Linked DNA regions of Mus musculus: all the other regions are linked to region 2. The links are chromatin contacts, called in public HiChIP or PLAC-seq and promoter capture Hi-C maps. All regions are on one chromosome and are shown on one strand. The core of a region is the stretch at or near the end of the contact, and the rest is flanking DNA. Distances in the headings are between cores, read along the strand shown.

Evidence for each region. Promoter capture Hi-C pulls out the DNA fragments that hold promoters and counts their contacts. HiChIP or PLAC-seq counts read pairs in DNA pulled down with a chosen protein or histone mark.
Region 1: an H3K4me3 HiChIP or PLAC-seq map of embryonic stem cells shows a contact between it and region 2, with 6 times the contacts expected there. The contact joins the promoter of Krt19 here to the promoter of Smarce1 in region 2. A contact is called at or near these places in 7 of 39 promoter capture datasets (the 3T3-L1 cell line, 3T3-L1-derived adipocytes, cranial neural crest and 3 more), 6 of 115 datasets of contacts at active chromatin or transcription factors (embryonic forebrain, embryonic stem cells, extraembryonic endoderm stem cells and 2 more) and 1 of 9 other capture datasets (embryonic stem cells).
Region 3: a contact with region 2 is called in a promoter capture Hi-C map of pre-B cells, with 4 times the contacts expected there. The contact joins the promoter of Csf3 here to the promoter of Smarce1 in region 2. A contact is called at or near these places in 7 of 39 promoter capture datasets (the 3T3-L1 cell line, 3T3-L1-derived adipocytes, frontonasal cranial neural crest and 4 more) and 2 of 115 datasets of contacts at active chromatin or transcription factors (T-cell acute lymphoblastic leukemia and embryonic hindbrain).
Region 4: a FOXA1 HiChIP or PLAC-seq map of pancreatic cancer cells shows a contact between it and region 2. The contact joins the promoter of Neurod2 here to the promoter of Smarce1 in region 2. A contact is called at or near these places in 1 of 39 promoter capture datasets (pre-B cells) and 2 of 115 datasets of contacts at active chromatin or transcription factors (embryonic stem cells and pancreatic cancer cells).

What each region holds. Positions count from the first base shown.
Region 1 is chr11:100,141,514-100,147,656 of GRCm38.p6, forward strand. It overlaps Krt19 (keratin 19), which reads right to left and starts at 4,413. Exons shown (of 6, transcript NM_008471.3): 1 at 3,918-4,413; 2 at 913-995; 3 at 539-695; 4 at 10-171. The coding sequence starts at 4,346.
Region 2 is chr11:99,227,703-99,234,457 of GRCm38.p6, forward strand. Smarce1 (SWI/SNF related, matrix associated, actin dependent regulator of chromatin, subfamily e, member 1) reads right to left here and starts at 3,315. Exons shown (of 11, transcript NM_020618.4): 1 at 2,700-3,315; 2 at 795-846; 3 at 573-616. The coding sequence starts at 801. It overlaps Krt222 (keratin 222), which reads right to left. Exons shown (of 6, transcript NM_172946.3): 6 at 5,059-6,755.
Region 3 is chr11:98,696,598-98,703,574 of GRCm38.p6, forward strand. It overlaps Csf3 (colony stimulating factor 3 (granulocyte)), which reads left to right and starts at 4,716. Exons shown (of 5, transcript NM_009971.1): 1 at 4,716-4,822; 2 at 4,907-5,079; 3 at 5,429-5,536; 4 at 5,783-5,929; 5 at 6,205-6,977. The coding sequence starts at 4,783. The coding sequence ends at 6,363. It overlaps Gm38985 (a long non-coding RNA gene), which reads right to left and starts at 4,913. Exons shown (of 3, transcript XR_001780319.2): 1 at 4,840-4,913; 2 at 3,816-4,501.
Region 4 is chr11:98,327,386-98,333,945 of GRCm38.p6, forward strand. It overlaps Neurod2 (neurogenic differentiation 2), which reads right to left and starts at 2,260. Exons shown (of 2, transcript NM_010895.3): 1 at 2,049-2,260; 2 at 1-956. The coding sequence starts at 951.

The DNA of each region.
Region 1 (6,143 bases), core at 3,163-5,662, 910 kb after region 2:
TCTGCATACCCGAGCAAGGTAGGTGGCTTCAGCATCCTTCCGGTTCTTCTCGGCCATGATCTCATACTGACTTCTCATCTCACTCAGGATCTTGGCTAGGTCGACACCGGGAGTGGAATCCACCTCCACACTGACCTGGCCACCCACCTGGCTCCTCAGGGCAGTAATTTCCTGTGAAGACACCACAGTCAAGGGCATGTCAAGACCTACACATGCTGAACTTGGATCAGGTCACTCCCCCAAGCCCTGAGCTGAAGACGGCTGGTTTGGAGGTACAAATCTAGGAGCCAGCACTGGAAAGTAGATGTCATGGTTACCATGCCCTGCTGAGACTGCGAGAGGCATGATCAAAGCCAGGGCCATAGTGATGATGTCATGGTCAGTAAGGTCATCATAGTGATGATGTCATGGCCCTGCTGAGACTGCCAGAGGCATGATCAAAGCCAGGGCCAAGAGATGAGGTCATGGTCAGTAAGCCCAAGATAATAGGGTCTCCCAATCCTGGGACAAAATGGACAGAAGGCCCAGCTTGACCCACCTCCTCATGGTTCTTCTTCAGGTAGGCCAGCTCCTCCTTCAGGCTCTCAATCTGCATCTCCAGGTCAGTCCTGGCCAGAGTCAGCTCATCCAGCACCCGGCGCAGGCCGTTGATGTCGGCCTCCACGCTCAGACGCAAGGCGTGTTCTGTCTCAAACCTTTCCGAAGAAATAGTTGCAGTCAGGCTAGTGCTGGATCTGTGTCTCTGCCAACTTTCCCAGGGTTTAGGAGTCGGGGAGGGGGGGCATTGCTTTGAGCCAGCTCAAGTGGAGAAGGGCAGAGTCCAGGCCTCTACTTCATCAAGCACTATAAGACCTGCCGCTGCTCTCCTCTCACTTGCCTGGCTTCCGCAGCCCCCAATACAGGGACACTTACTTGGTTCTGAAGTCATCTGCAGCCAGGCGAGCATTGTCAATCTGTAGGACAATCTTGGAGTTGTCAATGGTGGCACCAAGAATCTAGAAGGGAGGAGGCTGGCAGTTGGCACCAGTTTGGCAAGCCAGTATTATCAATCTACTTTCTTCCCAGAGAAGGAGAGAGGAATGGATAGCCCCCACTCCCTTGACACTACCCACTAGTCTGCTCTCTGGGAGACTTTGGCATCGATCCACAGCCCCAGAGCTGGAGCACAACACACTGTAAAGGAGGTTGGGTGAAGGGAGGCAGGCAAAGAGGCAATTCCAGAAGGGCATGGCCAAGACCTGTGCAGGTGAAACTCTAAGTGATCTGAAAAGGACCTAGAAACATGAAGCTTTAAGAATCATTTATCCTGGGCTGGAGAGATGGCTCAGCGGTTAAGAGCACTGACTGCTCTTCCTAAGGTCCTGAGTTCAAATCCCAGCAACCACATGGTGGCTCACAACCATCCGAAACTAGATCTGACGCTCTCTTCCAGAGTGTCTGAAGACAGCTACAGTGTACTTAGATATAATAAATAAATAAATCTTAAAAAAAAAAGAATCATTTATCCCTCCAGGCAGTGGTGGCACATGCCTTTAACCCCACCACTTGGGAGGCAGAGGCAGAAGGATTTCTGAGTTTGAGCCAGCCAGGGCTACACAGAGAAACTCTGTCTCAAAAAACCAAAAACCAAAAACCAAAAAAAAAAAAAAAAGAAAGAAAGAGGAAAGACGGAAGGAAGGAAGGAAGGAAGGAAGGAAGGAAGGAAGGAAGGAAGGAAGGATGGATGGATCATTTATCCCAGGGACTGGAGAGGTAACTTGGAGATTAAGAGCCCTGGATATTCTTCCAAAGGAACAGAGTTCAATTTGCAGCACCCTCGTGGCAGCTCACAACTGTTTGCAATTCAAGTTCCTCACACAGACATACATGCAAGCAAAACACCAATATACATATAAATAAATTAATAGATAAGTAAATAAATAAATCCTAAAGAAAAGAAAAGCAACACTTATCCCTGTCTGTGTCCCACACTTAGAGCACATTCTGCCTTCGGTGATGTGCCAGGCACCTTGTACTCTCTTCATGGTAACTCAGCCTCACTCCTAGGTTAGTACTGCCACTGTACGTGACTGGAAATCCTGAGTTTACCCAATATGAAGACTCTGGTTTGAGGGGTTCACTCAAATCATTAAGTTTACCACCAATTCAGTACCAGGGTTCAGTGTTTTTCAAAGATTAAGGTCATGGCCACTTATCCTGTCACCAGGTTGGAATCTGCAGGATTATTTTGGTTTAATGTTTTTGGTTGGGTTGGGTTGGGTTGGGTTGGGTTGGGTTGGGTTGGGTTGGGTTGGTTTCCTCTGGTTTGTTAGACTTTGGGGGTGAAGGACTAGGGGGTTCGAGACAGGATTTCTCTTTGTAGCCCTGGCTGTCCTGGACTCACTCTGTAGACTGGCCTTGAATTCACAGAGATCCACCTTCTCTGCCTCCCCAAGTGCTGGGATTAAAGGTGTGTGCCACTGCGCCCCAGCTCTGGTTTGACATTTTGAGACAGAGTCTCACTGTATGGTTCAACTGGCATTAACTTCATCGTCCTTCTTTCTGCCTCAGTTTCTCAATGCTGGATAAGCCACCACGTATCAGCCACCACGCTCAGCTACATAGATAGTTTGGGGGTGGGGGGTTGTTGACGAAAACAACAGAATATAAAAACCCGGAGGAGAGCATTCACAGCGGAGTAAGAATTGCTTCTAGATATGCGTGCTGGGAGTGTGTGGAAGGGGAAGGGACAAAGCAAGAGAAAGAAAGATGTGTACCGCCTAGGATTCTAGCTGTCCATCACTGGGTCAAAAAAACACCTCTCTAGCTGCTTGCTGTGTTGTGTGTCTAGCTCCATGCTAAGTTCACACAGCCCTGGAAAATGCTCTTGAGAACTGCATGTTGGGAGCACTAGCGGAGAGGACGCTATTAAACGCCTGCCTGGTCTCTGGTACATTTCTTCAGGACATAGCTCTTCCCTAGGAGTGAGGGCAATGCCCCACCCAACCAGCCTGTTGGATGTTGGAGCCCACAGAGACTTGCAGGTTGTCTTCCCTGGACCGGGGGACTCCAGGAGAGAGGTCCACAGAAGCAGAGGGTCAAGACTTCCACCTCCCTCTTACTTACTAAAATAATTGTTTTTATTTTTCTTTTGTTTCGTGTTAGAGTTGTTGTCTGTCTGTCTGTCTGTCTGTCTGTCTGTCTGTCTGTTCGGGCTGTTTGACGGCCGGGTGGGAGCCTAGAGACTCATGTAGCCCTGACTAGATTCAAGTTAACTGTAGCTGGGCATAGCTATGAACTCATCCACCTGCTCCTGGGATTACAGGCCTGAGCTACCACACCTCACTGGAAGTTTTTTTTTTTAAGATCTGGTTTTACTGTGCAGCCCCCAGGTTTTACATTCTTCTCGTAGCTCCGTGTGAGCCTAGGTGGTCCCCTGGGCTGGAGAGGAGGAGAGTGAGAGGACAGCTGCTGTAAAGAAAACCAGACAGGAACAACCCACACAACTGGAGAAAGCAATGCTCAAGAGTCCCAGAAGAGGGCCACAGGCTCAGGTGACCTCTGAGCCTACAGACTAATATCCGGCAGCTCCCCAGCCCTCCCCAACACCCCACCCCCAGCTGAGGCTGCGGCTCGGTATCTTCATCTCTGGGCAGCCCAAAGCTGTGTTAAATGCTCTCTTTGGATAGATATCCCTGACTATCCAAGCAGGTCCCCACCGCTTCCGAAAGCCCCACCCACTTAACCTGTCTCAGTTCCCTTCCACCCCGCCTCCACTCGAATCCCAGGGTCCAGCCCAGACTTTGTGCCCCACCCTGCGGGTTCCTGCCCGGCCCGTAGTAACGGGCTTGTCCACCCGCGGGCTGAGTTTCCACAACCTCCCCGCCCTGCCGCACCACCCCAACAGGTGCACCTCCCAGGGCCTGGCCGCTACCCACCTTGTCGCGCAAGTCCTCGATGGTCTTAAAGTAGTGGTTGTAATCTCGGGAGGGTCCGGGTCCCTGCTTCTGGTACCAGTCGCGGATCTTCACCTCCAGCTCGCCATTGGCCTGCTCTAGGGCGCGCACCTTGTCCAAGTAGGAGGCGAGACGATCATTGAGGTTTTGCATGGTGATCTTCTCATTGCCAGACAGCAGCCCATCAGACACAGCCAGGGTCCCACTAAAACTTCCACCGCGGACTCCGCCATAGCTCCCGGAGGACGAGGTCACGAAGCGGGTGGAGGACACGGACACGCCGCGGCCACCTGAGCCCCCGTGGATGCTGGGTGCGCGGAAAACACCCCCTGACCCAATGCGTACTGAACCCCCGCCCGTACCCCCAAAGGAAGACATAGCTGAGGTCTGGCGATAGCTATAGGAAGTCATGATGAGGAGGGAGACCAGAGCGAAGGAAAAAGGGACGCAGGTCTGAGAACTGCTGGCCGCAGGAGGAGTGACAAGGCCCTCACCTGTGGCTTTTTATGCCCGGGGCGGGAAGGGGGATGGAGATGTTGAAGGGGCGGGTATCAGAAATTTCCAAGCTCCCAGAGTGCAAATATGGGCTCTTTCCCCATTGGTCAATTCCTGGCGATTCTGCTCCTACCTCTCCCCTCCCAGGAGCCAGAGGTCTCAGTCCTTCCCAGAGCTGCCCCGCCCCAGCCCACTCCAAAGCTACTGCCAACATGTCACGTCCCTTTTCTGGCCCTTCAGCCCCTTACTACACAGGCTTAGACAACTCTAACTTCCGGAGTGACGATATCACTCTGGCCCTTTAAAACCTCCAGGAATTTGACACCCTTAGAAATCACACCCCTCTGAGCCCCAACTCAGTGACTTACTCTGAGAGTGCCCCCTCTGGAATAATGTTAATAAATCCCTCCCTCCTTGTGATAATAATTCGTGCAGTTAAGCTCCAGGCTTCCTGACTTTCTGAGACAAGGTTGCCCCACCCTGCTGCCACAATGTCCTAGGTGGCAATAGGTACAGCTGCAGGGAACACTAGGCCACCAAAGTGGCTTCTTTACACTCCTGCTAAATGCTCAATCTGAAGCATGGCTGACCCAGCTCAGAAACTCGACCCTCACCCCCACCAAGACACCTCCACCCTTCCCTGCCCAAGTCTCAAGACGCACTTAACAAGACCTCTAATTGAGTTTCTTTAATAAGCCGGAGATGAGGACTCTCAGCCTGGCTGAGGCAGATCACCTGCCCATAAGGCATTTGGCACCTTCCACCCAGAGACAGAAATGGCACAGAAGCTGTCCCCCTTGAGCAGTCCTGAGGAGGTATTAAAAGGCTGCAGGCTGAATCCAGGGGACCTCAGAACCCTCCTAGAGCAGAGGTGAAGGAGAGAGTGAGCTAAAGTCAGCAGCACAGAGTGGGACATCTTCATAATGGAAGGAGCCCTTCTCCACTCCCAGCCTGCAGTGCAACAATTCCAGATCTTTCTGGATCTTTCCCTTGGGCCGGACCCCCTGATACCCACTATAGGGGTACTTCGATAGCTTCACCCCGAAATTCCTGACCACCCCATCTCAACAGTCCTTAGTGGTGGCCCGCAGTACCTTCTTTTTTGTCAGAGCTGTCTCTGTCTGAGGACAGAAACCCTGTGTGTCCTGAGAGGGGGATTGGGAACAGGGAGATGGGCCAACCACTTCCTAGCTCAAAGGCCTCAGTTTCCCCCTGTGAAATGAAGAGTGTTCAAAGTCAGTCCTCTTGTCTTCACATTATCAGCAGGGTTTTCTATGACTATATAAAGAATTTGATCTTCTAAAACCCAGCACTGTCTTCTAGCCACCATCCTCTCTAGGAAGAAGGTAGCAACAGTACTTTTACATACATACACACACGCACACACATATACACATGCACACACACTTATACACAAATTGCACACACGTACACATACACACACATATACACATGCACACACTTATGCACACACCTACACATGTACACACTTACACATATACACACACATACAAACACACCTAGGCACACACTTACACACTTATATACATTTATATACACATGCACACACACTTGACTTGCACACACACATATACACACATGCACTTACACACACACACATATTTATATATACATGCACACACATTTGACTTGCACACATTTGCACATACACACACACACACCTTCCATGAGTGACTATAAATTAGGGAATCA
Region 2 (6,755 bases), core at 2,065-4,564:
GTAACGAAACCCTGGCCTGAGCAGCTTTAAAATAAGACTTATGAGCGTAACTATCCTTAGAACAAGAAACTTTATTTAATGTGAAATTTTTATATGCTGACAAGAAAGTTTAATTAAAAAAGTCGTGTTGCTGGGGTTCCAACCTAGGACACGCTAGGTGAGTGCCTTGCCACTGAGCTACCCAGCCCTTACGGTGAGAGGAAAATGTAACCGGTTGAAGGTTAGGCTTAAAAACAACAAAAAAGAATAAAGGATGCCAGAACGAGCATTTACTCAATATCAACGGAAAGACCCTTCACCAGGGAAAAACGGCAAGAACGGAGTGTTTCACTGATGTCCCGTTAGGAAACAAAGAGCACAGGAGGCTGGAAGCTCACAGTATGTATTTTTAAGTGTTGGGTTTGGCTCAGGTAGGATGAAAGGAGTTATTTTATTTGGTAGGAAGTGCTGTTTTTTAGCTGAATTGTCTATCCTGTGGCTGTGATGACTGAGTGACTGTCAGTGGAAGACATCTGGGTTTTTGTATCAAGGCCAGACTTGGCTATTACATTAACAAGAAAATTAAAACTTACTGTTGCAGGAGCTGGGGTGGGAGGTGGGGCATAAGATGGTCTTTCTGTTTGAAAGAAAATAAATAACTTCTTGTAAACAACTGAGATATAATACTATGCAACAAAACTACCAATGGTCCTGCTTTGAAGAAAAAAAAAAATGAGAGTATTTTGGAATTCCCATTTGCTAGGGCATTAGTCTCGTATTAACACAGATTGATAAATATAAAAATTGAAACTTACTTGACATTTTGGAAGATTAAGTTCTCAGTTCCTTAAGAATGAATCTGAGACACTAAAATAAAAAAAAAGAAAAAAAAGAAAAAAAAAGAGAATCAAAACTCAGCAAGCATAAGAGAATGTTTTCCTAAAGAATAGGGTAGTTTGGTATTTCTGAGCAAAATTACTTCACTATTAATTGCTAGTAATCAAGCCTTTTGCATATTTTTAACTAGTTCTTACATTCATTTGATTGATCAGAATTAAATGATGAAAATAAATTACTGGGAAATTTAGAGTTATATTAGAGATGGATTTTTAGGTTTTTGCTTATGATACTGAGAGCAGCGTCTTGTATGGAAAACATTTTGCTGATGCCATGCAAACGATTACTTAGACTGATAAAAAAAAATAATGACAATAGAATGTGATGTATTATCCGGGTGACCCCAACAAGGCCTACCAGATACTGACAACCCCTGATTAGAAGCTCTGCCTTATTTAGGGAACATCTTTCATTGAAACAGAGTCATGTCTTATTCCTGGAGGCAGTGTGAAAGGTAAGTCAGTATGATAACAAACTTTACATTCTCTTTTGTTGGTAAATAGTTTCATAAGAGCCGGGAACAATTTTCTGAGGCTACTTACAGGACACATGTTGTTCCTTTACAGCTCATTTCAGAAATTATCTCAGGTACTTTCTTGATACATCATCGGGACAGAATAAATTATATCTCGTCTCTGTATTCCTACATGGCTTACAAAGACCAGCGGCACTTTCCCTCCAACAACATGTGAATGTGCTAGGTTTTGCCTTGCAAGAGAGGAGGGATGGTCTAATTTATTACTGTATTATTCAAACATAGCTCAAGTCTTCATAAATTTGGTCCTAGTATGGCCAGCTCGAAACATGGACATATCTGAGCTTGTTCCTTACTCAACATAGACCACAAATGGTAATGCATAAGAGATGAAAACTTATTTTTAGAAGGATGGTGAATACACTTTTTTTTCTCCTAGTTTTCATTTTAAGGAAGTGCCTCAAATCATCAAGGTAAGAGTTTCTGATGTGGAAATAGCTAAGTTTTTTCAATTCATCTCTTTTTTTCCTTCCATCAACACCCAGTAGGCCTTGCTGTGGGGAGCCCCGACAGAAACTGTGACAGGGTCCCTGGTACCTTACACTTCACTGCTAATACTTACAAATGATTGCTCTCCCGGGCTAAGCATATAAACTCTAGTAGTGAGTGGATCTAACCATTGTGCCTGGGACGCAACTCTGTATTTATTGAATTAATTACCTTACTGGTCAGGCTTATAACACAGTCTTACTCACTAGTCACAACGACCCTACCCGATGCGTATGACTGTCCCCATTTTACAAAGGAAGAAAACAGTCTCGGGGCGATTAAGTGTCTAAGGCCAGAGACCCGGAATTGTCAGAGATGGGTTTAAACCCAACCCACACCGTCTCAGACTTCACTCCAGGCCACCCCGGGAATCCTTAAGTCGCTGCCTGAACCAAATAAAAAATAAAAATAAACAAAGGGGGGGGGGGACGACCACCTTCGTGGTGGGTGAGGATCCCCGCTGGCCTTGCCCAGAGGGTTTCCGGAGATCCTTTCCCTGGAGTTTTGTGGCGGGCGGAGGGCGAGCTTTTCTGGAAACTCCCCTGCAGGGGGTTGTGCATTGGTGCTCACCGGCGTCGGGAGTCCCGCGGAAAGGGACTACCGGCGCCTCCGAGGAGCTGTTCCGGACGGGGTTGCCCCGCCGCCGCTAGGCCTCACCGAGGCCGCACCGGCTCTAGCTCCCGCCTCGCAGCCGAGGCCGAACCCCAGCACCCCGCGGGAGCTCGGGGTCCCGCCAAGCAGAAACACCACCGCTCGCCACCCTTCCCCGACCGGGTTGGGCCCACTGGGAAACACTCACCCGCGGGCCGAGCAGGCGCCCGCAGCTCCGGCTTCGCTTCCCTTTGTCCCGCGCTCGCCCCGCCCCTCGCGCCGGAGCTTCCGCGCTCGCACTTTCCACACGCTCCCGGGAATTGTCTGCCGGCCGCGGCCGGCTCCCGGCAGACGAACAGCCCTTCCAGTGAGCACGCGGCGAGGCTTAGGGCGCCAAGGATTTTTAAAAAAAATTTCGTCAGGCTCCTGGGTTTCCTCAGAAGTCTTCCAATTTGGATCCCGTCCCAGTCGGGCGCCGATTCGTCACGGCGAGGAGGGCGGAGAAGGCTGGGCCGCGTTGCGGGCCCTGGTTCGCGGCCCGGCGGCAGGAACTGCGCAGACTGCGCGCCCGGGGCTTCACTGAGGCGGTGGGCGCCGCCGCGTGAGGCGGGCGCCGGAGGGGAAAGGCTCGCCGGAGCCTCTCCCGGGAGAGGGTGGGACGCAGTTCCCACACACCATGCACTCTGGCTTTTCCCTTCGCTCTGGTCTTCAGTCCTCCGCTGATGGACGTATGAATGGAGAAGATGGAGAATGTAGGCGGGGAGGACCCGGGTCGCTGCGTTTAGGTCCTTGCTGGCGCCCAGCGGGGCTCCCCTGCCTCCGCCTAAGCGAAAAGCAACACGGGAGTTTTGTAGTTTTCCCAGATGTTTCTAGAGGTCGAGTGATGGCGGCGGGTTTCTGCGCCTAGGGTCCTCAGATGTCAGCTCACTCCTTCCAGCTGGCATACCTGTGACAATTCACATCCCTTCCCAGGAGGGCCAGTTCAGCTCAGCCTCGCTTGTCTTTAAACAGTTCAGTGTTTCTTTGTGATGCCCTCCTGGAACTTTCCCAAGCCGGTCCTGTATCTGATACCCTCTATATGGGATTGGGCCATCTGCTATCTTGGAAAGTCTTGAAAACAAAGTTTTAGGCATCTGGACCGGACAATTTCATAATTACCAATGATTTCTAAGGGCTAGACATGTAATTGTTCAGTGAGTGTGCGTGGAGCCACCTTTCTGGACCATTCCAGGGCTATTTTTTTTTTAAACTAATTAACGAATACTTTGGCGGATTATACAAAGTAGAGAACACTTGGCTAGTGTGGGTCACGTCACGGTGGAGGAAAAATGAACAGAGCATCTGTGGTTATCTAAGGTCAATGTTAGCATCTAGAGAAACTGGCTGAATGCTGGGACTACCTGTTGGCCCTTATCCTGGTTGTGACAACAGGAAGTGAGGTATCTTTAGAAGTGATAAGTGATAATACTGTCCAGTTCTTCCATCGCCCAATATTTTCATACTCTGGTGAAATTATCGAAATGAACCGGTATTGTAAGGAAAGACTAAAGGAGAGGTTTGTTTTGTTTTGTTTTCAGATGAATGCATAGCATAAGGGAATGATCTGAAAATGTTTTTTTTTTAACACAAAGAGCATAGAGAAGGTGAATGTAGGATCCACACAATTACAGCAGGGATCCAGTGGCTTCTTCCTCTGCCCAGTAATTCCAGCCTTGTTACTTCCCGGTCTTAGCAAGGACTATGGAATGGTGGAAAAGGGGGTACAGGCACAGTGCTCCGGAGCATGTGTGCACGCGCATGCATGCTGCAAGGTGCCATTCCCAGCTGGGCAGTTAGTTCTCTGAAACTCAGCGGTGTCTGCATGCTGTGGTGGGAAAGGGCTGGCACAAAATTGGCTTAAAAAAGGGGAATTGATTGAGTTCTAAGTGGACAGCGGCATGGCATTCTTTCTTGTTCTTTTTACTTCTGTGAGGCGCTAGGGATTGAATCCAGGGTCCCGAACAGGTCCTGCAGCACTTTTCTTTCCTTTCCTTTTTTCTTTTTTTTTTGGTTTTCCGAGACAGGGTTTCTTTGTGTAGCCCTGGCTGTCCTGGAACTCATTCTGTAGACCAGGCTGTCCTCGAACTCAGAAATCTGCCTGCCTCTGCCTCCCGAGTGCTGGGATTAAAGGCGTACGCCACCACACCCGGCCTGCAGCACTTTTCAAATAATGCTGTCTACTATTATATCTCCCCAGAATTATAGGATTTTATAATTATGGTTATGATGCGTGTGTGTGTGTGTGTGTGTGTGTGTGTGTGTGTGTTTGTAGGATCTTACTACGTAGTTCAGGCTGGTCTGGAACTCAAAATCTTTCCTCTGCCTTCCACGAGCTGGGATCGCAGGTGTGTACTGTCAGCACCTAGCTGGATTTTAAAACTTAATCCTTAATTTATCTTGGAAACCAAGTTAAACCCTTCATCTCCTATCACTGGAGCTGTCTTCCTCAAGTGATTTAGCTTTGTTTGGCTTAACCATGCACAGACATCTTTGAAATAGGAGAACCCAAATACAAGGAAGCCTTAGAGTTCATGTTTAAATTTTTTTTTATTATGGTGGCATCATTTACTTTGGTAAATTCATATTCTGATTTTAAAATGCCTCAAAGCAAACAAAACTCATTTACAAATTCAAGTACTGCATGTTACACACAGAATAGCCACACAGTGGAACTTCTCTAGCAAGCTGTTAATTCACAATGCCCAGTCCCAACACTGCAGTAGATTGCACTAAATGTATCGCTTTATCGTAATTGTTGTTGCATAATGCAGTAACCAGTACAATGGCTAATATGATTGCAGTCAAAGCTTTAATAAAGTAGCAGCATTTAATGATGAATACTCCCCCTCCCTTTTTTTTTTCCCTGAGGTCCAGACCCAGTGCCTCCTATGTGCTAGGTGAAGTTCTGCCACCTTGCGGTACCCCCAGCCTGAAAGAAACATTTAATGTGTAGGATGCAATTTTAGGTCAGGCGCTTATTCAAGAATAAGTGCTTAATATGCTGTTGTAACATTGAAGAACAGCATCGTTCATTTTTACTCACTAACTAGAGTGAGTCAGGCTGAAGGCAACCTGGAGTAATGAAAAAGGGGAACGTTAAACCTCTGGATTACACTAAAAGCTAACTAATGTAAGTTCCTTGTGGCTAAAGCATATTTACTAGTCAACATATATACACACATGTGGAGAGGGAGGGAGGGGGAGAGGAGGGTGGGCTTTGAAGGCCCCACTAAAATGCTAATATAGCTGTAGCCCTTAGATGATACTTGAGCTGAGAACAAAGAACAGTGGCCAATGGTTTGTACTCCTTATTTGTTGTTGTTTAGGAAAAAAAAAGCCTAAAATATCTAAATGTCGTAAAACAGATATCTACTATTTAAGGTCTCAAAGTAAATGTACCTGCATTAAACAAATTTAGGTTGTTTTTTAAAAAACAAAACAAACTTTGCAATGGGGCTAGAGAGATGGCTCAGAGGTTAAGAGCAGTGGCTGCTCTTCTAGAGGTCCTGAGTTCAATTCCCAGTAACCACATGGTGGCTCACAACCATCTGTCATGAGATCTGATGCCCTCCTTCTGGGGTGCAAGCATATATGTATAGCAAGTAAATAATAACAATTAAAAACAAAACCAGAAAACAACTTTGCAACAATTTTTCACTTATTCACAAATATATTTTACATCTCTATTTATTACAGTTTGAACAATTTAAAATCAAGTTCTGCAGGCACTCTTAGCTCAGATAGCAGTACTATGCTGTTAGCTCACAGAAATGACTGCAAGGACTATTTCTCTGAGTTCATAGACTCTTTCCTCTCAGGCCCATAGCACACGCTACTCACACTTCATTTTGCAGATGGTGAGCAGCTGGGTAACTGTCCTGGTAACTGGATTCACCACAATCTCAATGTGCTTTAAAAGGTTTGTACAGCTGGAGTGTGTGTATGTCCGGGTGTGTGTGTGTGTGTGTGTGTACAACCTTTAACTTTCAACAAACTAACTCTCCCGATACTGATTTTTAAAAAGCTTTAAGATAAAGATATAGAGTAACCCAATTTTATTAATAATCAAAATTGCCTTGGAGAGTGCTCTACAGTCCATTCAGAATCGCTCATGGATGGAACACTTCGTCATTCCCAGGGTTCAAATGATTGTCTCAAAAGGGAAAGTCCTAAGTGAATACTGAGTCTGCTCCTTAAACAGTTTGTTCCTAACTGCTGCCTTTTT
Region 3 (6,977 bases), core at 3,466-5,965, 530 kb before region 2:
GATCCCAGCTGCACCTGGCAAATGTCCCAGCACTGACGACAGTGGTCTGCTGGGTCAGTGCACTTAGGCCTGTGTTCTGGATCACTACTGTGTCCCTCTGTCCCTGCTGAGCTCTCTACCACCTGGGTCACCTGGCAATCCACTTCTTGCTTTCCCAGTCCCGCCTTCCACCTTGCCAGCCTGTCTGCCTCACCGGTGTAGATCCGTGTCCCTGCTCGGGGCCACCTAGTCATGTTTTTCTGAGCAGTGGTTGGTGGCAGAGCCTTGTCTTGCCAGCCTGTCTGTAGGCTCCTGAAGGGATGGGCCTCCGTGGCCACCCCAGTGCCTGGCATGCTATTCGGGCTGGTGTAAGTATTGTGTGTTGGAATGCACACAGACACACCTCACCAGCCTCAGATTTCACTCCACAGGTTTTGGCCTTTGTTTTGGTTCCTGATCCCAGTCCTGGTCACAGTGACCCAGCATTGTTAAACCTCCAATGCCTAGAGCCATAAAATGCATGAAGTTGTTTCTGTGAGATGGGACTCCTTCCAGCCCTCCGCTCTTGCAGATCTCATCCTGTGTCCAAGTTGTTCATGCCTGAAGTGTTCTGTGTTTTGCTTTTTGAGGCAAGGTGCATGGCTAGCTGGGAACTCACCACACAGACCAGTCTGGCCTTCCTTAAAATTTAAGATAGCAAGGAGGTTGACCAAAAAAGATGGCTCACAGATTCAAGAAGAGGGAGAATCAGAGCATCACAGCAAAGCACTCAACCGTCTGGACCGAAGTCCGAAACTCACCGAACCAAGAGGGGGTTCACTTGGATCGGGTGGTAACCATGAGCCTGTGGTACTTAGCGGGCATTACCAGGGCATGACCCTGGATACTGGGCAGGAGAGGAAGCCGTTGGCCGCCCTGCTTGCTGTACATGCAGCTGCACCACAGGCTCAGATTGTATAACGTGAAACAGAAAAGGTGCTCACTTAAAGACCACAGAGAAGGCGAGGAAGATGGCTCAGCGGTTAAGAGAGCAGAGCGTGTTGCTCTTGCAGAGGACCTGGCTCAGCACCATGCACAAGGACGATCCCAAGGGATCCAATGCCCTCCCCGACACAGAACACATGCACATGTATGTATAGAAGGAAAACATTAATAGACATGTATTTTTTTTTTTATTAAGCCAGGGATGTAGAGTGCCTGTTTACCATGCCAGAGGTCCTGGGTTCAGTCCCGAGCCTTGCAAAAAGAAAACAGAAATTCTTTGTGAGCCTTTAGTGGAGTTGCAGCCAGCCTCTCACAAACCACCCTGTCCCTCCTTGGAGCTTCTTCAGTTTAGCCCTGCTCAGCCCCTGTGTGACTTGTCCAGGAAAAGAGGCCATTGCTCCTTGATCTTTTTTCCCCTCATATAGCCCAGGCTAGCTACACACTTGCTATGTAGCTGAGGATGTCCCTGAGCTTCATAGCTGTTTTTATTAGCATATGTAATTACAGGCTCCACTGTAACATTTCCATAGAGTACATCTAACGTGTTCTGACCATATTAGCTCCTTATTACCCCTCAGTTCCTTCCTGCTGGTCCTCTTCCTCCTCACCAGTCCCCTGTCTACTCTCCTGTTGTGTTTAGGTGATCCATAAACTTCCTTGGGGTTCCTTTTTGTTGTTGTTGTTTCAGGAAGGGGTTTCTCTGTGTAGCCCTGGCTATCCTGGAATTCACTCTGTAGACCAGGCTGTCCTATAATTCAAGAGCTTTGCTTCCCTCTGTCTCCTGGGATTAAAAGCATGCACCACCAGCCTCCAGCTCAAGGTTCTTACAATAACATGGAGGAGGAGTTATTAGAGGCATGGGTAACTTGCTATGGCTACTGAAGAAAAAGTCTCTTCTTTCCCCAGTGACCATAAACTGCTTATAAATCCCCCCAGGGGGGTAGGGGCTCACAGGCCCAGTCTCCTATAGGAAACCATCCATCACACAGCTGTAAGCTTCAGTACAATGGCCGTAGCCACGCCGTTTTCAAGAAATCTGCTGATGATGAGGTGTGGCGGCGGCAGCACAGCCCCTTCCTCCGGCCCTGCATTCTTTCTGTTCTTGTCCACGGTCCTCGCTGGGCCGTGATAGGGTGTTACAGCTCTCTCACTAATAGCTAAGCATCCAGCAGTCACTTCTCAGCGCTCTGACCATGACAAAAAGACGAGTCTCTGACCAAAGCTGACAAGCTATGACAGTAATAAACATTATTCAGATGGCAACTGGACAAGCGCATCCTATCTATCAGAACAGCAGTATAGCTTCCCTACTGGGTCCCAGGACTTCCCACACATAAACGCTGACCATGATAGTACTAGAGTGGATTCCATCCTGTGGCCTCAAATCCAATTGGGAAGTCATTGGTTACCCCTATAGATAATCCACTGTTGCACGCCGGTGGCCCTGGGCTCAGTAGTACAACGTGCAGACCCCGATAGCTGAGTAAGCATTGGCTGGCAATCCTCTTAGCAGCCTGCATACACCGTGAGGTCCAGACAGCAAGGAAGACGCTCTGAGATCACGTCCAGCTTGATTCCTCTATGTCCTGTGCCCAGAGCCCGCGGTGTCTTTGGCAACAGAGTCTGGCCACTGAGTTCTGGTTAGCAGCTAGCAGCAGTGACAATTGTTACACTATGTCGGGGCCCTCAGGGCCCCTCTCTAGCCAGGTCTGGTTCTGATCCTCCTACCTCTATTTCCCAAGTGTTGGGATGACAGGTGTGTGCCACCATGCCTGTGTTATGCAGGGTTAGAGATGTAACCCAGAGCTTTGTCCATGCCAGGCAGGTACTGTATCAGTTAAGCTACATTCTGAACGCTGCCCTCCGGTCTTTATTCTCCACTCTCCGAGGTGCACTCCAGCTGGCTGGTGCAATAGAGCAAAGGGGGCTTGTGCAGCTCATCAAGGCCACCCCTCATCTGCAGCCCACCAATTGGTAGACAGAACAAAATAATGGCAGCAAAAGATCCCCACCACCCCCTACACCGTGGCACTCAGCCTTCCTAATACCGAGCCCTTTAATTCAGTTCCTCATGCTGTGGTGACCCCCAAACATAAAACGATCTCATTGCTACTTCATAACTGTGATTTGGTACTGTTATCAATTACGATGTAAGTATCTGATACGCAAGATGTCTATCTGATATTCTATTCGACCCCTGTGGGTCTTGAGTTTGTGACATATAAAGTAGGCAGCTGTTGCCAGTTAGCATGTTTTAAGAATTAAATCTCGCCGGGCATGGTGGCGCACGCCTTTAATCCCAGCACTCAGGAGGCAGAGGCAGGCAGATTTCTGAGTTCGAGGCCAGCCTGATCTACTGAGTGAGTTCCAGGATAGCCAGGGCTATCGAGACAGAGAAAACCTGTCTTGAAAAACAAAAACAAACAAATAAACAAACAGAATGGGAATCCCTTGGCCTGTCCTCTCAAGCAGAGGCTATGTAGTTAATGTCCATGACATCTGTGGCCACCAGAGGGCACCCTAGCCCCAGAGTTGGCCCCACCCCATCAGGTATGCCTCAACATCAAAAAATGTCTATATTCCTTGGCCCCACCTTGGTGGGGGTGAAATAGTTCAGAAAGTACCAGATCGAGATGCCATCAGTCAGACAAGGAATGCCGTCCTCCTTTTTAGGTAGTAATACCCTGTTGGGACTGAGAGCGACTGGGATGTCCCTCCATCCCTACTACCCATGATTGGGCAAGGCATTTCCCTTTCTGGCCCAGTTCACAGAGGTGAAATCACCAAGGTCTCTTTCAGAGCTAACACTGGGCAGAGTTCTAGGATGGGAGATGCAGCTCCTCCTTTCTCACCTCAGCATGCATCGACTCAAGCCAGCTCACACCACTGCTACATAATGAGCAGAGATCGTCGGGACACTCCATGACCCAGCCTCCGACGCCCTCCAGATGCCCCAGACTCCACGACATCGAGGTAATGTGCCAAGGGAAGCAGAAAGGCAAGGTCAGGTGAGCCAGGAGCCCCAGAGGGTCTTGATTCATTCAAGACAGACATCCGGTTTCCTCTGGCCTCTCTGCCAGGATCCAGGGGCTTAAAGAAATGAGTCATAATGGGGGGTATTGGGGAGTTCCCAGCTAATCAGCCTGGGACAGAACGGCCTGAATGCTGGACCAATTTATTTTTATCCAAATGTGGGGCAGGCGTAGACAGCAAGACCCTACCTAGGGTGCTGTGGAGGGCTCCCAGAAAAGCAGGAGGCAGCCACCAGGAAGCTTATGGGTCTGAAAAGAGGACAGGTTCTTTCTTCTCTCGGGATGTTTGTCCCAGGTATAGGTGACTTGAGAATCACAAATGAAGGGCAGAGGGGGCTCCCCAAGCACGTCTGCCAGAGGATGGAGAGACAGAAGCAGTCTTGATCTGAGCACCCATTCTTCCCCAGGGTCTGAGTTCCTTGCTATCCCCTCCAGGGTTTCACCAGCCTTGTTGGACAACTCGGATCCAGATCCAACACCCTGCAGCGATTCAGGCCTGGGTGTGGCTGGAAGAGAGGAAGAGAGTTTGAGGGGGGGACAAGACGTCAAGGAAGGAACAGAGATTCCCCGATTTCACAAAAACTTTCGCAAACAGCTTTTCCCCAACCCCCTGCATTGTCCTGAGCTATCATCAAATTTGCATAAATCCTGGGAAGTTATTACTAAGCCTGAGTTGCCCCAGCCCCAGGTAATTTCCTCCCGGGGCCTTGATGGCTTTATGTATAAAGGCCCCCTGGAGCTGGGCCCTGGCAGAGCCCAGAGCTGCAGCCCAGATCACCCAGAATCCATGGCTCAACTTTCTGCCCAGAGGCGCATGAAGCTAATGGGTGAGTGCCCTGGTTACCTGCCCTGGGTGTGGAATGGAGAGAGGCCGGATAACAAGTGCCTCAGACCCGTCTGTTTGCTCCTAGCCCTGCAGCTGCTGCTGTGGCAAAGTGCACTATGGTCAGGACGAGAGGCCGTTCCCCTGGTCACTGTCAGCGCTCTGCCACCATCCCTGCCTCTGCCCCGAAGCTTCCTGCTTAAGTCCCTGGAGCAAGTGAGGAAGATCCAGGCCAGCGGCTCGGTGCTGCTGGAGCAGTTGGTGAGTGGGGTTGCCATAGGTGTGGAGGGAAGGACTTGGGGGGGGTAGCGGGGGAGGCAGGAGCACAAATGAGAAGAGGGCAGACTAGGAACACACAGCAGTTGACAGTGTTTGCCCAGTGTGCACAAGAGCCTAGATGGCACCCTCAGAATACTGACAGAAACATTGAGGAAGGGAACATGGGGGGAGAAGGGCACAGGAAAGAGAATGAGTAGAGACAGCAGTGGGACCTCTGGATGGGACAGTCCTTAGGGTCACTAGGAAGGTAGGGAGCTGAGAAGCCAGGAGGACCTGAGCTGGACAAAGAGCCTGGCCCAGGTGAGCACCCTCAGTATCCTTCCATCTACAGTGTGCCACCTACAAGCTGTGTCACCCCGAGGAGCTGGTGTTGCTGGGCCACTCTCTGGGGATCCCGAAGGCTTCCCTGAGTGGCTGCTCTAGCCAGGCCCTGCAGCAGGTGAGTATTTTCGGAAAAAGGAGGACCAGGAGGAGAAGGGGGAGGAGGGGGAGGAGGAGAAAGAGGGAGAGGAGGGGGAGAAGGGGGAGGAGGAGGGGGAGGAGGAAGAAGAGGGGGAGGAGGGGGAGGAGAAGGAGGGGAAGAAGGAGGAGGAGGGGGAGAAGGAAGGACTACATCCTACTATTTGGGCTCCTGAAGAGAGCAAGCATCCCAAGATGTACTGCCTAACCCTGCTATCTTCCCCAGACACAGTGCCTAAGCCAGCTCCACAGTGGGCTCTGCCTCTACCAAGGTCTCCTGCAGGCTCTATCGGGTATTTCCCCTGCCCTGGCCCCCACCTTGGACTTGCTTCAGCTGGATGTTGCCAACTTTGCCACCACCATCTGGCAGCAGGTGAGTACCATCTGGAGGGGGTCATGGCAGCACACCTGGGCACCCTGGAAGCTCTCTATATTTTCAGAGGCCTGTTTTTTGGGAAGACACCCCTCGCCCCCTACCCCGCTTCCTCCAGGCTGAGAGACAGACAGACTCTGTCCAGAGACAGACTGGGTTGGAGTCTTGGTCCTACCGTTAACGTTTAATGAGCCCCACAGGCCAACTTAACCAACTTCCCAGCACTTCCTCACCTCAAGGAAGGACTGATCCCTGACTTCATCTCCTCCCCACAGATGGAAAACCTAGGGGTGGCCCCTACTGTGCAGCCCACACAGAGCGCCATGCCAGCCTTCACTTCTGCCTTCCAGCGCCGGGCAGGAGGTGTCCTGGCCATTTCGTACCTGCAGGGCTTCCTGGAGACGGCTCGCCTTGCTCTGCACCACTTGGCCTAGACCTGAGCAGAAAGCCCTTTCCAGATAGTTTATTTATCTCTATTTAATATTTATGCATATTTAAGCCTACTATTTAAAGACAAAGACGAGAAAATGGAGCTCTAAGCTTCTAGATCATTCTCTCCACTTCCGAGTTTTGTTCTCCTGCTTAGAGCAGAGAGAGAAGGCTCTTGTGTCCTCCTGTGGAGGCCAGGGAAGGAGATGGGTAAATACCAAGTATTGATTCCTGCTGCTGCTCCAGGCACCCAGTTCTGTGGCAGTACCCCCAAAAAATCAGTGAGCCCTGCCGTGCTGAGGCACCATCTCAGGGGGGCCCAGGCAGCATCTGGTCTCCCTTCCGGGGGACAAGACATCCCTGTTTAATATTTAAACAGCAGTGTTCCCAAACTGGGTTCTTATATCCCTTGCTCTGGTCAACCAGGTTGCAGGGTTTCCTGTCCTCACAGGAACGAAGTCCCTAAAGAAACAGTGGCAGCCAGGTTTAGCCCCGGAATTGACTGGATTCCTTTTTTAGGGCCCTGCTGGCCTGGAAGTTGGAGTGGGGGGCAGAGGAGGCAGGAGGAAGCCTGGGGGGGGGGTTGGCATGGAGGGAGGCCTTCCCATCCACCCTCACC
Region 4 (6,560 bases), core at 1,010-3,509, 900 kb before region 2:
GGACGAGTCCTGCTTGAGCGAGAAGTTGCCGTTGAGACAGAGCGGGGGACTGAGTGGACCCTCGTACTCGGAGCTGTTGTAGTCCGGGCTAGCGCCGCCGCCACCGGCCGCCGCGTACAGCGTCTCGTAGGCGGCGCAGTAGCCGTGGGTCCGCAGGGCGTGCGCCGCGCCTCCGCCCAGGCCGCCAGCCGCCTGACACTGTGCGCCTGCCAGGCGGGAGCACGGGTATGGGTACGGATGCATGGCGAACGGGCCACCCGAGCCGTGAAAGCGGCCGGCGCCGTCCGCGCCCTGCTCCGTGAGGAAGTTACGAGAGTTTAGCTGCAGGCAGCCGGCCACCAGATTCGTGGTGGGCTGTGACAGCCCCTTGCACAGAGTCTGCACGTAGGACACCAGATCCGGCCGCTTCCCGGAGCGCAAGATCTCCGAGAGAGCCCAGATGTAGTTCTTGGCCAGGCGCAGGGTCTCGATCTTGGACAGCTTCTGCGTCTTGGAGTAGCAGGGCACCACCTTGCGCAGGTTGTCCAGAGCCGCGTTCAGGTCGTGCATGCGGTTGCGCTCCCGCGCGTTGGCCTTCTGTCGCCGCAGCTTGGAGCGCTCCAGACGCGCCTTGGTCATCTTGCGTTTCTTCGGCCCGCGCTTCTTGGGCCGCTCGCCTTCCGCCTCGTCCAGTCCTTCCTCCTCCTCCTCTTCCTCCTCCTCCTCGCCGCCCAGCTCTCCTTCCTCCTTGACCTCAGCCAACGTGGGTTCAGGGATCTCTTCTCCTCCACGAAGAGACACTGGCTTGGCGGCCCGGGCGGGTCCTGGAGCCCCCGACCCGGGAGCAGGAGGAGGCTGCGGCGGCGCGTCGCCCTTGTCGCTCCTCGGCTCGTCGTCGTCGCCGTCGCCCCAGCTGGCGAACTTGGGCACGTCCGAGAGGAGGCCGGGCTCGCTGAACAGGCGGGTCAGCATGGTGCCTGAGGGCGCCCCGGGGGCGGGGAGACAGACAGCACAGAGTGAGGGGCGCGCCGGGGTCACCACGACCCCCCAACCCGCCTCCACCCCCCAAGTCTCCGTGAGCGCCCCAGCTCAGGGGCCCCCGATGCCCACTACGTCCTGCTGCCCCGCCCAGAGCCGGCCCAGCCCTGCCCGGCTGCCAGTGGGGGACCGCGGCCCAGGCCCTTGCCCGAGATCCGGGCTCCTGCTCCGCCCCTGGCCCGGAAGGAAGCTGCTCTCGGCCGGTGTCGGGGTCCCAGAGAGCTTGACCAGGTGGGGGGTTAAGGGACCAGGTCCATCTTCCCGGGGAGGCGGTGCTCTCGCCCGAAAGCCAGCTCTCTCCCGGTGACGGAGAGAAGCTGGGCGGCCGCCGTGGGGACGCTGCCCCGGTTCCTCCTCTCCACGGTCCGGCCCCTCGGCCTGGCTCCCCAAGCCCTCCGGTGCCTCTCACCCCCAAGCTCCCTAATCCAATTTGCAAGTTGGCCGCGCGCCGCCCCCGGCCGGGCCCCCACCCCCGCAGCCCCAATTCTAGACACCGGAGCACCGTCTCCTCTCTAGCTGCTGCTTACGGGTCTCCCGGAGCGGGCTCCGGGTGCGGGGACTGAAGAAGCCGGGCGTGGGGAGGAGACCCAAAAGCGAACCCTGTTCGTCTCCCTTGCGGTCAGGGACCCTCTTCCCCTCTTCAAACTCCCTCCCTCCCACACGTCTCTACAGATCTCGTTGTATTTTGAGATCCTTGGGGAAAAATCCAAATTTATTTGTTTGCTTATCTTTTTTGGTGGTGGGAAAAGGTCACAGGTTCCTTCGGGACAGTCATGGGGGGGGTCCCATCTTCGCTTCTTCGAGTGCCTCATGACCCTTCCCCCTCAGCCCATCCTAGGCATACCATCTCCTTCCGCAGCCCCTTAAGCTGCGGCCCCAATGGGAGAGAGAACACGGGGCGCCCCCGCTGCCCATCCCGTAAGGGGGTAGGGTCCCAGGAATAGGAGAACTGGGGGGGACTTCCATGTCCGAAGCAGCGCCCCCCCACCACTAATAGCAGGTCAGATCTAGCTCCCTCTCGGACAACTTACCTCAGAGAGGAGTCAAGGGGAGAGGGGAGGGGAGGGGGGAGGGGGCAAGAGAGAGAGGGGGGAGAAGAGGAATCTTCTCGCTTATTTCATTGTTCCCCCATCTTCAGGGAGCGGGGGCAGCGGTTCCTCAAGGCGGCGGGCGCCGGCGTCTTCAGAGCGCCATGCGAGCCGCGGAGCGAGTGTGGCATCTCTACCAGGCGGGGTACCAGCCTCTATGCCAGGCCATATGGGCTTGGCACGTCACGGGCAGCAGCTATCACATGAGAGACGGTGATTGGCATGCGTCTGCATTGGGGGAGAGCCGGCTCCCCCGGGACCCGCCGCCATCTGTCACTCTCTACTCCAAAAAAAAAAAAAAAAATTAAATAAATAAAGGAAATAAATAAATATCTCTGCCGCCCTCCCCTCCCCGCCCAACGCAGGAAAAGCAGAGATTGAGAGGGAGGTGGGAGGATTTGCCCCCCTCAGATATAGAACCCCCCACATGGGAACAATGGGGTGGCAAGTCTGGGAATTGGCGGTTTGTGGTTGCCAGGCCAATTCAGGGCTCTCTCCAGGGTCTTGATCTGTCCATTTCCCTGTCTCCAGGTCCCTAAGGTGGGTCAGGACCAGACCCTGGGGTGTGGAGAAGGGACCTCGGTGCTTACTGCCGCTCCCCAAGAGAATCCCCTCCACCACAAAGGGACAGCTGAGGCTCCTTCCAGGGTGGGTGTGGGGGGCATCCCTGGCCCAAGCCCCATAGGTAGATGCTGGCACCATGCCATTCCTCATCCCTGTCTGCCCCTCCCCCACCCACCCTCACGCACACACAACATATGTGGCTGAACAAAATTCAAACCAAGGGAAAGACAGAGAAAGGGAAAGATTTGCCTCCCTGGGTGTCTGTGCCTCTGCATGGGCGTGTTGTGCGTGCGCACGCGAGTGCTCATGTGTGTGTGTGTGTGTGTGTGTGTGTGTGTGTCTGTGGGGACATGTGTGTCTATCTGTGTAGTCATCACACAGGAGATCTTTCCTTGGGTGTCAAGGGCAAATGTATGGTGGGGTGGGGTGGGGAGGGATTTGGAGATGAGCTATGTGTCCCTATCTGGGTTAAGGTGGGCACAGATCTGGATTCCTAACCCAGAAGCCCTCTTCCTCCTCTTCCTCCTCCTTCTTGAGTCACTGAGGCCTTACCACCCCTGATCCTTGCCAGGTAGGCCATCCACCAATGCCTCTCTTTTGGCCTTCTGATTTGGTTAGCTGAAGGAAAGGGTATGACTGGTTGCAGGCCGCTTAGAGTTTTTAGACAGGACCCAGCACTCTTCCTCTCTGCAGAAAATACAAAAGCCACAGAGGCTGACCCCATCAGTCACAGGAGAGGCCAGAGAGGAGAAGACCAGACAGGTGTCTTGCTGAGGGAGGTAGGAAATGGATGCTTTATTTTACAGTTCCCCTTGCAAGGTTCCTATCCTGCCAGACACAGATGCAAATGGTACAGGTTAAAGGGAGGAGCTTCCGACACACCCACCTTCCCACCAGTTCCTCACTCTGTGGTGGAGAAAATGGAAACACACCCCTGTTCAGAGTTAACCTGTGTGAGAGACAAGTACTTGCAGTCAGGGGTAGAGACCCTTGACCACACTGGACTCAGGCAGGTGCTGTCTTCAGGCCCAAATTTCTTGTCTCTCCCTTGACCTACCTGTGCACACCCAACAACCTTGGCTCACATATTCAGATGCCAGCCAGCCACATAGCAAGCACAGAACCACACAGACAAAAGGAAGACCGCACCACATCCCTTAGTCCAAGTGGATGCCCTCTGGTCTTACCTGGAGAACCCTTCTCAAGGGAGTCTTGGGCTGATAAGACAAGAATTCGACGTTCAGAATGAACAAGGTGCTCCACAGAGACACATGCTGGCTTGAAAGGCCTTGAGAAAGTCGGTATGAAGCTTGGACACTTGGAGGTCAGGGGCTGAAAGAAGGTCCAAAGGCCAGGCACTTCCTCTTCCTTCCACAGAGGCAGTGCAGGGAAATGGATATAGCTAGGTACCCAGGGGGAGGAGGAGGGGAGCAAGCTGAGACTAGAACCCAGGACCCCTTCACCAACCCAGTTGCCTTGGTGGTCACCAAGGACAAGAAGACCTTTATAGGCTCTGCAACTAGGAAGTCAGAGCCCATCTAAGTCACATAGCCTGACACTGTGGATGGAATCTTGGCAGAGGCAAAAGCAAAACCAGGGGCACTACTGGGTTGGGGGCTGGCTTGCCAGGACACTTCCAGTTTGGGGTATAATTTCAAGGGCGTTCATGACTCTGTCTCCTCTAGCCCCTGGGCTGTGAGGTGTTTTGAACACACACACACACACACACACACACACACACACACACACACTCACAGCGCGCGCGCACACACACACACACACACACACACACACACATGCATGCACACACTCACGTGCATAATATGAGTTCTGATTCTTGGTCTACTCTGTTCACCTGGTTTTCATCTTGTTTTGTTTTTGAAATGGGGTCTCACTAAGTATTCTTGGCTATCTTGGAAATCACTATGTAGACCAGAGTGGCACCTGAACTCACTTTTGCCTTCAGAGTGCTGGGATTAAAGACATGCACTACCACATTGTAAAAGACAATGCTGAATTCTAGACTGGGGATTTAGCTCCAAGGTAGGGTGCTTGCCTCAAGAGCCCAAAGCCCTGGGTTTGAATCCCAGCACAAACAAAGGAACTTTGAGATAGTCTTCTCAGCCTTGGTTTCCCTATCTATAAGTGGTAGTCTGCTTGCTTTATAGGGCTGCTTGCTGGTTGACACTAAGTAGCATGATAGGTTAATGAGTTTAGCATAGGGCCAATAATAAAACACTCTCCCAATACATACCAGCTTTTATTTATTTATTTTAAAGATTTGTTTGTTTAATGTATGAGTGCTCTATTTGCATGTGCACCTACATGCCAGAAGGGGGCATCAGAACCCAGGATAGATGGTTGGGAGTCACTATCTGGTTGCTGGGAATTGAACTCAGGACTTCTGGAAGAACAGCCATCTCTCCAGTCCAACATGTTTTATTATTATTAAGACACCGTGCAGGACAGTGGTGGCCGACACTTTCTCTCCTTTAGCCCCTGGGCTGTGCGTCCCAGCACTCAGAAAGGCAGAGGCAGGAAGATCTCTGTGAATTTGAGGCTAGCCTGGTCTACAGAATGAGTTCCAGGATAGTCATGGCTACACAGAGAAACCCTCTCTGGAAAAAAAACAAAACCAAAAAAGGACACTTTGTAACTTGCTTTATAATATTAATCTCTTGCATATAGCTCATCTCCAATTAGAATGTTTTGTCTACAAAGAATCCAAAAATGTTGTTAAATTAGTGGGTGAATGTATGAATGAATAAGTGGATGAATGCTTCCTTGACAGAGAAAGATAGCCTCTGCCTCCTCCCCATACCAAAAATTAGGTTAAGCCCACTGGGGTCTGATGGGGTCCTCTGGGTGTGAGGCAGAACCTTGTCAGAGAGAGAGAACGCGTGCTGTAGGGCCACCTATCCCTCTATCCCTTGTCTCTCATGTCTGCTCTCTAGATTTAAGCGGCCTCCTTAAGCTCCTATAGGGAAAGGCTTGAGGTAGGGGGCTGGGTGGTCAAGCCTGGGGTACAGAGAACTTGATCCCTCTGGGCCTGTCTCCTGACCCTTCTTTTCTTCCTTCAGAAAAATGGAACAAGTTTTTCTCACTCGACACATTTCAACTTTATTTTTTTAGAAGATACAATAAAAACCAGGGGGAAACTGGAACAGAGGGAGGTGTGGGGTGGGCCTGCCTCAGACATGAGCTCGAAAGAGGTACAACACGTGTGTCCACATACACACAAGCAGGCATTAACACGCCGGGACATGCACGCTCCTCTCTGTACTCAGAGATGCAGTGACGGAGAGAGAGAAAGAGCCAGAAATGGAAGGAAGGAGACGAAAGGAGAAGGACACCCAGAGATGCCATCTGTTCCTCCCCGTGGCATTGGGGGAAGGGAGTTGGTGAGGGGCCTGGTCCCCTCCAGGTCTCTCAGAGGCAAAGGAGAATGGCGGGCACTTCAGCCAGGCCTGGAAGACTTCCATTTCTGCTGCCCACACCTCAGGGTGGGAGCAGGGAGCTGGGGGGCCCGGAGGAGGTTCCCATGGAGACATAGCCCCATCCCAAGGGAGGCCACAGTCTGGGCACCTAAAATGGCTGCCTCAGAGGGGCAGCGGCCATTTTGTTTCATCTGGGGCCTGAGGGGCAGGGGTGAGAGGGCTGAGGTAAGTAAGTATGGGGGAGGAGAGAGGGCAGAGGGTGGTGATGAGGTGGCAGGTCATTCCTGAACAGACTAGGGGAATCTTTCTCAGGGGACAGGAAGAATGTTCTAGAAAACTGCTCTTTCTACACTCCTTGTTGTCCCCCAAATAAATCATTCCTACAGGACTCTGTAAATGCTCCCCTCCATTCTCACCCTCCGAAGGACAGCTAGCCAGCCACCCCAGGCCCCCA